Regions from separate parts of the Mus musculus genome. Here region 2 is linked to region 1. The links are chromatin contacts, called in public HiChIP or PLAC-seq maps. All regions are on one chromosome and are shown on one strand. The core of a region is the stretch at or near the end of the contact, and the rest is flanking DNA. Distances in the headings are between cores, read along the strand shown.

Region 1 (4,251 bases), core at 441-2,940:
CTATGGGAGAGCTTACTTTAAGTTAGATCCATTGAGAGATTAACACTAATGGATAGTGATGAAATAGAAGTTATAGCAATATACTACCATAAAATTGCCACCAGGACTCTTCTTACATGAAGTAAGGATCACTTGACACAAACACATCAATACTGTGGCACTGTACCTGGTGACAGCAACCAAGTGACTAGTAAGTAGGTATTGCATCTAAGTGGATTGGCTGCTTCAAGGGTGACTTATACCCTAGATGATTGTCGTGAGATTTCATCATGCTACTCAGAATTTAGAATTGGTAATTTCTGGAATTGTCCATCTTGTATTTTCTGGGACCATGAGTGGGCAACTGAAATCACAACACAGCAAAACTGCAGAGGAGAGGCCACTATACCTCACCCTCTGTGAGCTTTGATCCCTCCCTGGGTAAAGGAAGAATCAGAGGAGACAGAAACAAGCAAAACACCGCACTGCAGATATTTTTTCACTCCCTTGAGCACTGAACTCAAGCAGACCTCAGTCTACGAGTTTGACACTATTGTCTGCTGAACCCAGGCCTGAGTCACACTTTCAAGCACAGCTCTAGCAACTCATACGCATTGCTTGGAGCTTAGATGGGATGAAGCACACACACTTCCTGGCCATCTGGGAGCCCAAGGAGGTGTACAGTCTGCTCAGCCAGAGTGTTTTAAACGCTCAGTGGAATCCCCTGGTTCTCTTCTTTTTGGATGCTCTCAAGTAGCCAAACAATTTTCATAGATACTATTTCTTCCCCACCTACGCCTCTCCTGAGTTTATTAAGCTCCAAAAGTAAATTGTCAACTGATGACCATTCTCCTTTTGCTGTATGCTTTCTGGCCCAGAAATAAGACCCTGTAGGCTTCTTTTACCAGGAAGTGACATATTATGTCAGCCTTCATGCTTCTAGAGAATTATTATCCAAGTTCTAGAGAACTCTGAATGTTACTGGGCTGAGGCTTTTATTCATGTTTTGGCTTTTATGTATCTTATATATGATAGCACATGTTCAATTGGATACTTTAAACTACCATAATGGCTGAAATGAGGAAGGATGGGCGAGTAAGCAGCTGAAGGAGAGATGTGCTGAGCCTGCACATCCCCATGGGACTATTGACCAACTTGCATGTCTGTACATCCTACCACACGGCTACTGATCATCCTGCACAAATGCACATGCATGGACAGTGAAGAGCCTGCATGCTCATTTCCTGCCTTTCTTCTTCTTAGCCCTGGGGGAGTCCCTTCTCTCCCACCACACTTTATCTTACCTAGGTGATTGAGATGGTCAAGATATGTCTCCACATTGTAACAACATTCAAAAAACTTCGTTCTTAAAAATGGCCCCTGGCTTTGCCATTTATTAATTATACTTATCAATTACAAAAGCTTTGCAAAAAGTCTGGGGGGGGGCAATCTTAAGAAGAAAATATGACAATTGTTTTCAAAGGAGATTTGCTAAAGTTGCAAATTACTATTAACGTTTTTTTATGGCTACCTGTCACCCTCCTACCTGCAGCCACCCACTGGCATATGAAGTGGGGGAGGTGAGTGTTTTTTACAACACTATCATGGAAAATTTCCAACTCCCACCAAAATAGAGAGCAGAGTACTAAGAAGGCCCTGAAACTCAGCTTCAGCAACCACTAGTCTGATGCCAGCTCTTGCTTCATTCTTTTTCTTCTCCAGATAAACACCCTACTACCTGGAAACGGTCATGGCTTTCTATCAGTGTTTGAAGGCTCTGATAGAAACAGAAAGTAAACACATGACTTTTGAGCATCATGTTTTATAAGTAAGCGATAAAGTTTTCCAACTGTGACCCAAGGCTTGTTTTTTGGCTTTCAGGTGGTACAATAAAAGCATCAGCCGCGACAAAGCTGAAAAACTTCTTTTGGACACAGTGAGTACCTGCATCCTGACTAAAAAGAAATTGTACAGTTTCCAGCCATATTATGGCTATGCTGGTGTGGTGCCGCTTTCCTGTGTTGGCTTAACAATGGCTTTCATGTCTGAGGACAGGTATTCTGAGGATTATCAGGGCTAGACAGCACAGGAAAGGAGGCCTAGGGAAGCGCTAGGCCTGGTCGCTAACACTGGCTGCGGCTGTGACCTTGGCTTCAGGGCAGCTCTGCTTTTTCCTGTTTCTGCTACTCAGGAATGGATTCTGCCTAACAGGCCTGTAGTTTAAACAGATTTTCCCACTACAGTTCCTTCTCTGAAGCCTTTGCAGTCTGGCAGAGAGACTGACCTTACTCCAGGATCTTAGACTTAGGGGAAGGAGGGATGAGCGGAAAGGCAGCATGATTGGATGGGATGGGGACCCCTGTTTAGGTCTCTGTTCTGCCTTCAGTTCAGTGGGTAACTGTGGGGATTTCTCTTCAGCCTTCTGGGCCCACATTTGTTAGTGAGGACAAACTGAACATCAGTATACATCAGGGTGTCAGTGATCTGTTAAAACCATGGATGCTGCCCCTGTGTGCTCCTGGCCCTGTGCAGTTAGTCACTGATATTGTGCCTGGACCCCACTGGGAACCACGACTCACTCAGTAGTTACATGTGAGTAAAAGGGAGAGCAGGATGAAAGGCATTGAACAGTGTACCCATAGCAGGGGGAACTGAGCTGAGTCCTTCTTGAGTGCTCGTGTCTCCTTGGTTCTCAGCCAAGGTTATTCATCTCCCGTGGTTCCCAAGAGTCCTCATATCTGAGTTGCTGCAGGTGTTTACAATGCAGATCCTGAGGGGCCTGTGACATGGCTTAGTGGGTTTAAGGCCATCAAGCCTGACGACCTGGGTTCAATACCCAGGACCTGCACGGTGGAGGGAGAGACCTGATTCCCAGAGTTGTCCTCTGACCTCGGCATGCCTACCATGGTGCATACATCCCGCCCCCCCCCCCACACACACACATGAAATAGACAAATGTAACAAAAATACAGATTCTAAGATTCCATGGTAGATCTGTAGAAGCAGGACCTCCAAAAGTAACCTAAATTTTGTTTTCTCTCCCACCCCATTTGTTTGGTTTGGTTTTTCAAGACAGGGTTTCTCTGTGTAACCCTGGCTGTCCTGGTACTCATTCTCTAGACCAGGCTGGCCTCGAACTCAGAGATCCACCTGCCTCTGCCCCCTAAGTACTTGGACCAAAGGCATGCTCCACCATCACCTGGCTCCATATTTTCCTGAACTGGATTTAGGATACAAATGTAGCCAGCTCCTCTCATTCCTCAGCCTGTGTTGCTGGAAAACGGTAAAGTGTGATAAGAACTAAGTACAAAGAACACAGAACTAGGACCCTGGATTATCCTCAATAAAGTCAGTATAGAACTTCAGACAGCTCACCTCAATAAAAAAAAAAAGCAACTCCTGCTGTTGAGTTCTTTTGAGGCATTTAAACATATTTTGCTTTCTCAGGCTATTGAGACCTTCTTTCAGGCTAATATTTTGAATCCACTTACCAAATACTCTCTTCCTTCTTAGGTAAGTCTAAAGGCAAATGAGAGGAGCCCACTAGGCTTTAGTCTGGGTTCTGGAAAGTAAGAATGGGATGAGGGCTTCTTTCTATTTTTTACATACTTGCTATCTGACTCAATAGTGTTGCATCTCTGGTGTACGCAGAGTCTTCTTGTCTCATAAGTATATGCCTCTTAAGAGGTAGGTTATATTCATTTCCTCTGTTATTAACTAAAGCCTCTAGGTTACAGACTATGTGTGTGTGTATGATATGTATATGTCTGTACGCGTATATCTCTATGTTTTACTTTGTCCCTATTAAGGAAACTTAGGTTTAACTGTATCTAGCACAAAACACTTAACAACTACTTGTTCCATGAATGAGTTCACCAAATGCTTACTGTGTTTTTAAGTTATCATGGCTGTGCTGGTCATGAGTATCTGTGGGGAAACTAAAAGCACAAACTCCAGCCCAGAGGATATGACCCAGTGGCTAAGAATGCTCACTGCCCTTGTAGAGAACCAAGGTTCACTTTCCAGCACATATATGGCAGGTCACAGGGGATCCAGTTCCCTCCTCTGGCCTCTGCAGGCTCCTGTTTGTAAACTCATGTAAGAGCATGCACATAAACACAAACATGCAAAGCAACACTCCTTCCCCCCCAGCAAACTCCTGGACTCCAGGCCTATCCAGTCAAAGCCTCTCCTGGCGGCACTGAAGAGATTATGTGACTTAAATTACTTTAGGGACATGGAAAAGAATCTCCCATGTGTTCTGTCTGTTCT
Region 2 (4,251 bases), core at 942-3,441, 41 kb before region 1:
TGGTCATCACAGCCTCAGACTCCTCCTATCGGGGATCCATTGCTCTCACGTGTAACCTCCACAGTATGTAGTATAAAATAGTTCTTCCAGCTCCAACCATCAAGTTGACACCCTAGTCAGTAGTAGGAAAGGGAGGAGATCAGGAGATGCCCTTTAAGGACCCCCCTGCTTTTCTTGAGACGGCCTCCTGAGAGCTGAGATTACAGATGCACAGCACCACATCCCGCCAGGATGCTTCCATTTCTGCCATATTCTCTTGTTCAGAAAAGAGTTGTATGGCTATACCAAGTTACAGAAAAAGCTAAAAACGATGTCGTCTTTAGGCAGGCTGCCCAGATGTCCAGATAATCTTCAGGCAATCAGTTACCCTAGAGAAAGGAAAGAGAAGGAAATTAGTATTTTTTGCTACAAACTGTAGTTTAAAAAGTCTACCTCTGGCCGGGCGTGGTGGCTCACGCCTTTAATCCCAGCACTCGGGAGGCAGAGGCAGGTAGATTTCTGAGTTTGAGGCCAGCCTGGTCTACAAAGTGAGTTCCAGGACAGCCAGGGCTATACAGAGAAACCTTGTCTCGAAAAACCAAAAAAAAAAAAAAAAAAAAAAAAAAAAAAAAGTCTACCTCTTTTGTACATATTTTTCTGTCTTAAAATCTCAGCTTATCCCTTCTCTCCCCTCCCCTCCCCTTCCCTTTCCTCTCTTCCTCTTCCCTCCCCGCCTCTTTTTGCCTTCATTATTCAGCAGCATCCAATGTATGATGTGAAAGGAGGCTGCAATTAGCAATTACATCTAAAACTACACAGGAAAGTTGTACTGCCTCCCTCCCTTTGTCTCGTCCTCTGTTCTTCTCTGATGAGCTGCCTCTGCCTGCCCCGGGACTTCTTGGCTATTAACTTCCTGGTCACATAAGTTCTACACCATAACATTATCCTGACTCAAAGGTCAGACCCTGTGAATTGTCCACAGGGCAGATAAGCTTTAGTTCCCAAAGAGCCCTTACAAGGAGGTAGCTTGCTGTCTGTCTGTGTGTCCTGCCTCCTCATTAGAGTCCTTATGGCAGAGGAAAATAGGAGAGAGGATTCCATGTGGGAAAGTCTGAAAGGCTTCCCAGAGAACGTTGCAGGTCGGCGAGGCTGGCAGTATCTCATAGGCGCTCACTGGAAAAGAAAGAGACAAGAGAGAGTGTTCAGACACAGGACACTGCATTTTTGAAGTAGCATACACAGAAGGAAGCCAGGCACACCAACGGTGTCCAAAGGGGCCCCTGCAGTGCCTCATACAAGACCCCTGTTGCTTCCTTTCATAGATGAAGGAACTGATATTCCAAGCCACTGGACAGTGGTAGGTAGTAGAGATGGAATTCAAACCGATAGGTAGAATAAACAGCCCTGTGCAGATCTCTGCATGCCCTAATCCCTATAACCTGTGACTGTGTGTTGTTGGGTGATAAAGGGGAATTTACATTCCAAATGGAGTTATAGCGCCCATCTGCTGACCTTAAAATAGGGAGCCTGCCCTAGACGACCACTGTGAGAAGGGCCCAGTGTGGTTCTCAGGATCCTTAAATGGAGCAGAGGTAGGAGGAAGAGATTTTGGCAATACAGAGCAAGCAGGGCTCGACCTGCAGTTTGGGGGTTTGAAGATGGAGTAAAAGAGTCAAGACAGAGGCCACCAGAGTGTCCCTCAGTAGGGAGGATGGTCGCAGAGGCAGTGTCCCCTAGAGATCTGCAAGAAAGGCGCACAGTCCCACAGTCACCATGACTGTCACTCAACCAGACACATTTCAGACTTCTAAACTAGAGAATTGTAAGGCGCTTTGAGCCTTGTGGCTCTATGGCGCTTTGAGCCACTAAGCCTGTGGCAGGCAGTCCATGATAATAGCAATGGGAAACTTACATACAAGCTGAGCTCCATTGACCCCTGGATCCCTGTTCTTAGTCCCTTGTTTACATGACTTAACTGTTGTCAAGGCTAAACCAGGAGCTAGAAGAATTATAAGTGAACTCCTCTTATAATTCTAGGTTTCTTCAAACTTCTTTTTCAAACCATATAGCTAAGGGTACGCATGTGCCTCCCAGCTTGGTGAATTTTGAAAGGATGTGGTCATGGCCTTTGACATCAGAGGAGGGAGCTCAGCGGTGAGGCTGGCTGATGCTGATAGAAAAGATAAGGTTAGAGGCAAGTTGCCTTTGAACGACTCTCTAAAGATCAACTGCATCCTGTCTCAGTCTCCGCTGCTCCTCTCCTTCAGTCGCACTGCGGGGTGATGCCCAAGGCGCATCACTTTTCAGAACTGGACCATGAACAACTTCATCCTCCTGGAAGAACAGCTGATCAAGAAGTCCCAACAGAAGAGAAGGACTTCTCCCTCGAATTTTAAAGTTCGTTTCTTTGTCTTAACGAAAGCCAGCCTGGCCTACTTTGAGGACCGCCACGGGGTATGAGAAGGCTTACGTTGTGCTTTGTTTATTTTGTTTATTTATTTTGTTTATTTACTTTGTTCTGTGTTTGGACTGAGCTGATTCCTGAGATAAACTTGAACACCTGGGATGCAGGTACAGTGTGTTTTGGAAGCCACCAAGTAGAGTTAGAGATCGGAAGAAATGTGGAGAGTTCTGAGACTCCAGTGTCAGTTAGATTTGGCTATTTCAATTCTAAAATCTGTAGGTTTAACGTTCATACATTTCTTATGTGGTGAATGTTGTGGATAGGACTTGAAGTTTATGTAAACATGAAGTATATGTGGCATCTACAGTCTGTAGGACAGTAAAATATTAACTATGGCTTATTAAGACGTAAGGGGAAACCTAGCTCAACTTCCCTGTTTTACAAAAGAAGTGGTTCTTAGACTGTGAAGGGAGGTCCTATGTAAGATTTTCACGACTTGAACTCTGCTTATCTCAATGGTCATCACTGCCCTGAGGCCATGGGGTCCTACTTCCATTAAAGTGACATTCTAAAGTTGGAAGGAACAACCCTCTTTGTGGTAAAACATCTCAGGAGACTGGGGGTGTGGAACACAGAGTTTCTGCCTGCAGACCAGGGATCCCGCTAGAGTGTGTCGGCTCAGCTGGAGGCGTCTAATGACATCTTCGTGCACAGCAATAACAACAAAAGCAAGCGAGTGTGTGTTAATACTACAGTGTGACAGGAGCACTGGGTGGTGCTGGGAGCTTAGCCCATGGCTAAGTCCTCTCTGAGGCAGCCAAGGGCCAAGAGCATTGGCTGGGGCAAGACTTGGTCTTTTGAGAGTAGGGTTGCTTTCTAAAATAACCTAGGTCTATCTTGACTGCAAGTTACTCCGAGGCCAGAAGCTACTGGATCTGCTGACACTTGCTGCTAACGGCAGGGTGATTTAGGTAATGGTATATTGATGTCACACCCTTCTCAGTCCAGGCAGCCAGAAGCCCCTCTGACTAGGCTGGTTAACTCTGTGAACCAGAGAGGAAGGGAAGCGAAAGAATTAAGATGCTTTATACAGGCAAATATGCGCAGACACATATACATTCACACATATATTTACACTTTCATTCACATTCTTATTTGCACGTTAACACATTCACATTTTTGTTGGGCCCAATCACCTGTCTCATACACTCCACAAGCATTCATGCATGCTTACATACACACATACTCCTACGAACATACATATAGACAAACAGACATATACATCTGGATAGATAGATGGATGGATGGGCAGAGCCCCCCCCCCCCCAAGCCAAACTATCCAACTAACAACTTAATTTCTTTCCTCTGGCTTTTTTATACCTTCTCAGACAAAAATTTCTTTAGAAAATTACCTCAGAGATAAAATGTTACACAAATTTGAAGTTACAAAAAGATGTTGATATTTTAGCTCAAAGGAGTGTTTCATTCTATATGCTTGTTACAAGTTCAAAGCTTTTACATGGCCCTGGCTTATCATAGTTCATATCTGTGGTTGTATCCTTGGGCCTAAATGTTTTTCCTTGAACACAAATTTGTCCCAAGTCTATTTCTCTTTTTAGTATAATTATTAAAAGCTCATTGTATTTCTTATTATGCAGCCTTTTCTTACTATTCTGAGGAGTGGGCACATTCTATTCTTGACTGTAACCTTATTACAACTTTCTAGCAAAGCAACTAAGACCATCTCTTAAAACTTCCTAAAATTATTTGAATCAAATCGGGAATTCTATAGAATCATTATTAATTCATCTAAACAGCATTAATTCATGAACATTCATCTTTATGCTGATCTGAAGGAAATCTGATCA

What was found. HiChIP or PLAC-seq counts read pairs in DNA pulled down with a chosen protein or histone mark.
Region 2: an H3K27ac HiChIP or PLAC-seq map of regulatory T cells shows a contact between it and region 1, with 2.3 times the contacts expected there. The contact joins the promoter of Itk here to the enhancer-like site in region 1. A contact is called at or near these places in 12 of 39 promoter capture datasets (3T3-L1-derived adipocytes, the HPC-7 cell line, embryonic stem cells and 7 more), 2 of 15 datasets of contacts at CTCF or cohesin (CD8 T cells and pro-B cells), 12 of 484 Hi-C or Micro-C datasets (CD4 T cells, CD8 T cells, DN3 thymocytes and 5 more), 13 of 115 datasets of contacts at active chromatin or transcription factors (the 230-238 cell line, CD8 T cells, the HPC-7 cell line and 6 more) and 3 of 9 other capture datasets (adipose tissue, liver and pancreatic islet).

The regions. Positions count from the first base shown.
Region 1 is chr11:46,345,535-46,349,785 of GRCm38.p6, reverse strand. It overlaps Itk (IL2 inducible T cell kinase), which reads left to right. Exons shown (of 17, transcript NM_010583.3): 8 at 1,861-1,915. Among named protein-coding and RNA genes, the nearest start is that of Gm12167, 5.4 kb to the right of the region's middle. Within about 2 kb of position 1,690, at least 11 of the 459 cell types and tissues checked have an H3K27ac peak or open chromatin away from gene starts, as enhancers often do. A contact at or near this core is called in the SCID.adh cell line and regulatory T cells, where this site is marked.
Region 2 is chr11:46,387,455-46,391,705 of GRCm38.p6, reverse strand. It overlaps Itk (IL2 inducible T cell kinase), which reads left to right and starts at 2,191. Exons shown (of 17, transcript NM_010583.3): 1 at 2,191-2,433. The coding sequence starts at 2,296.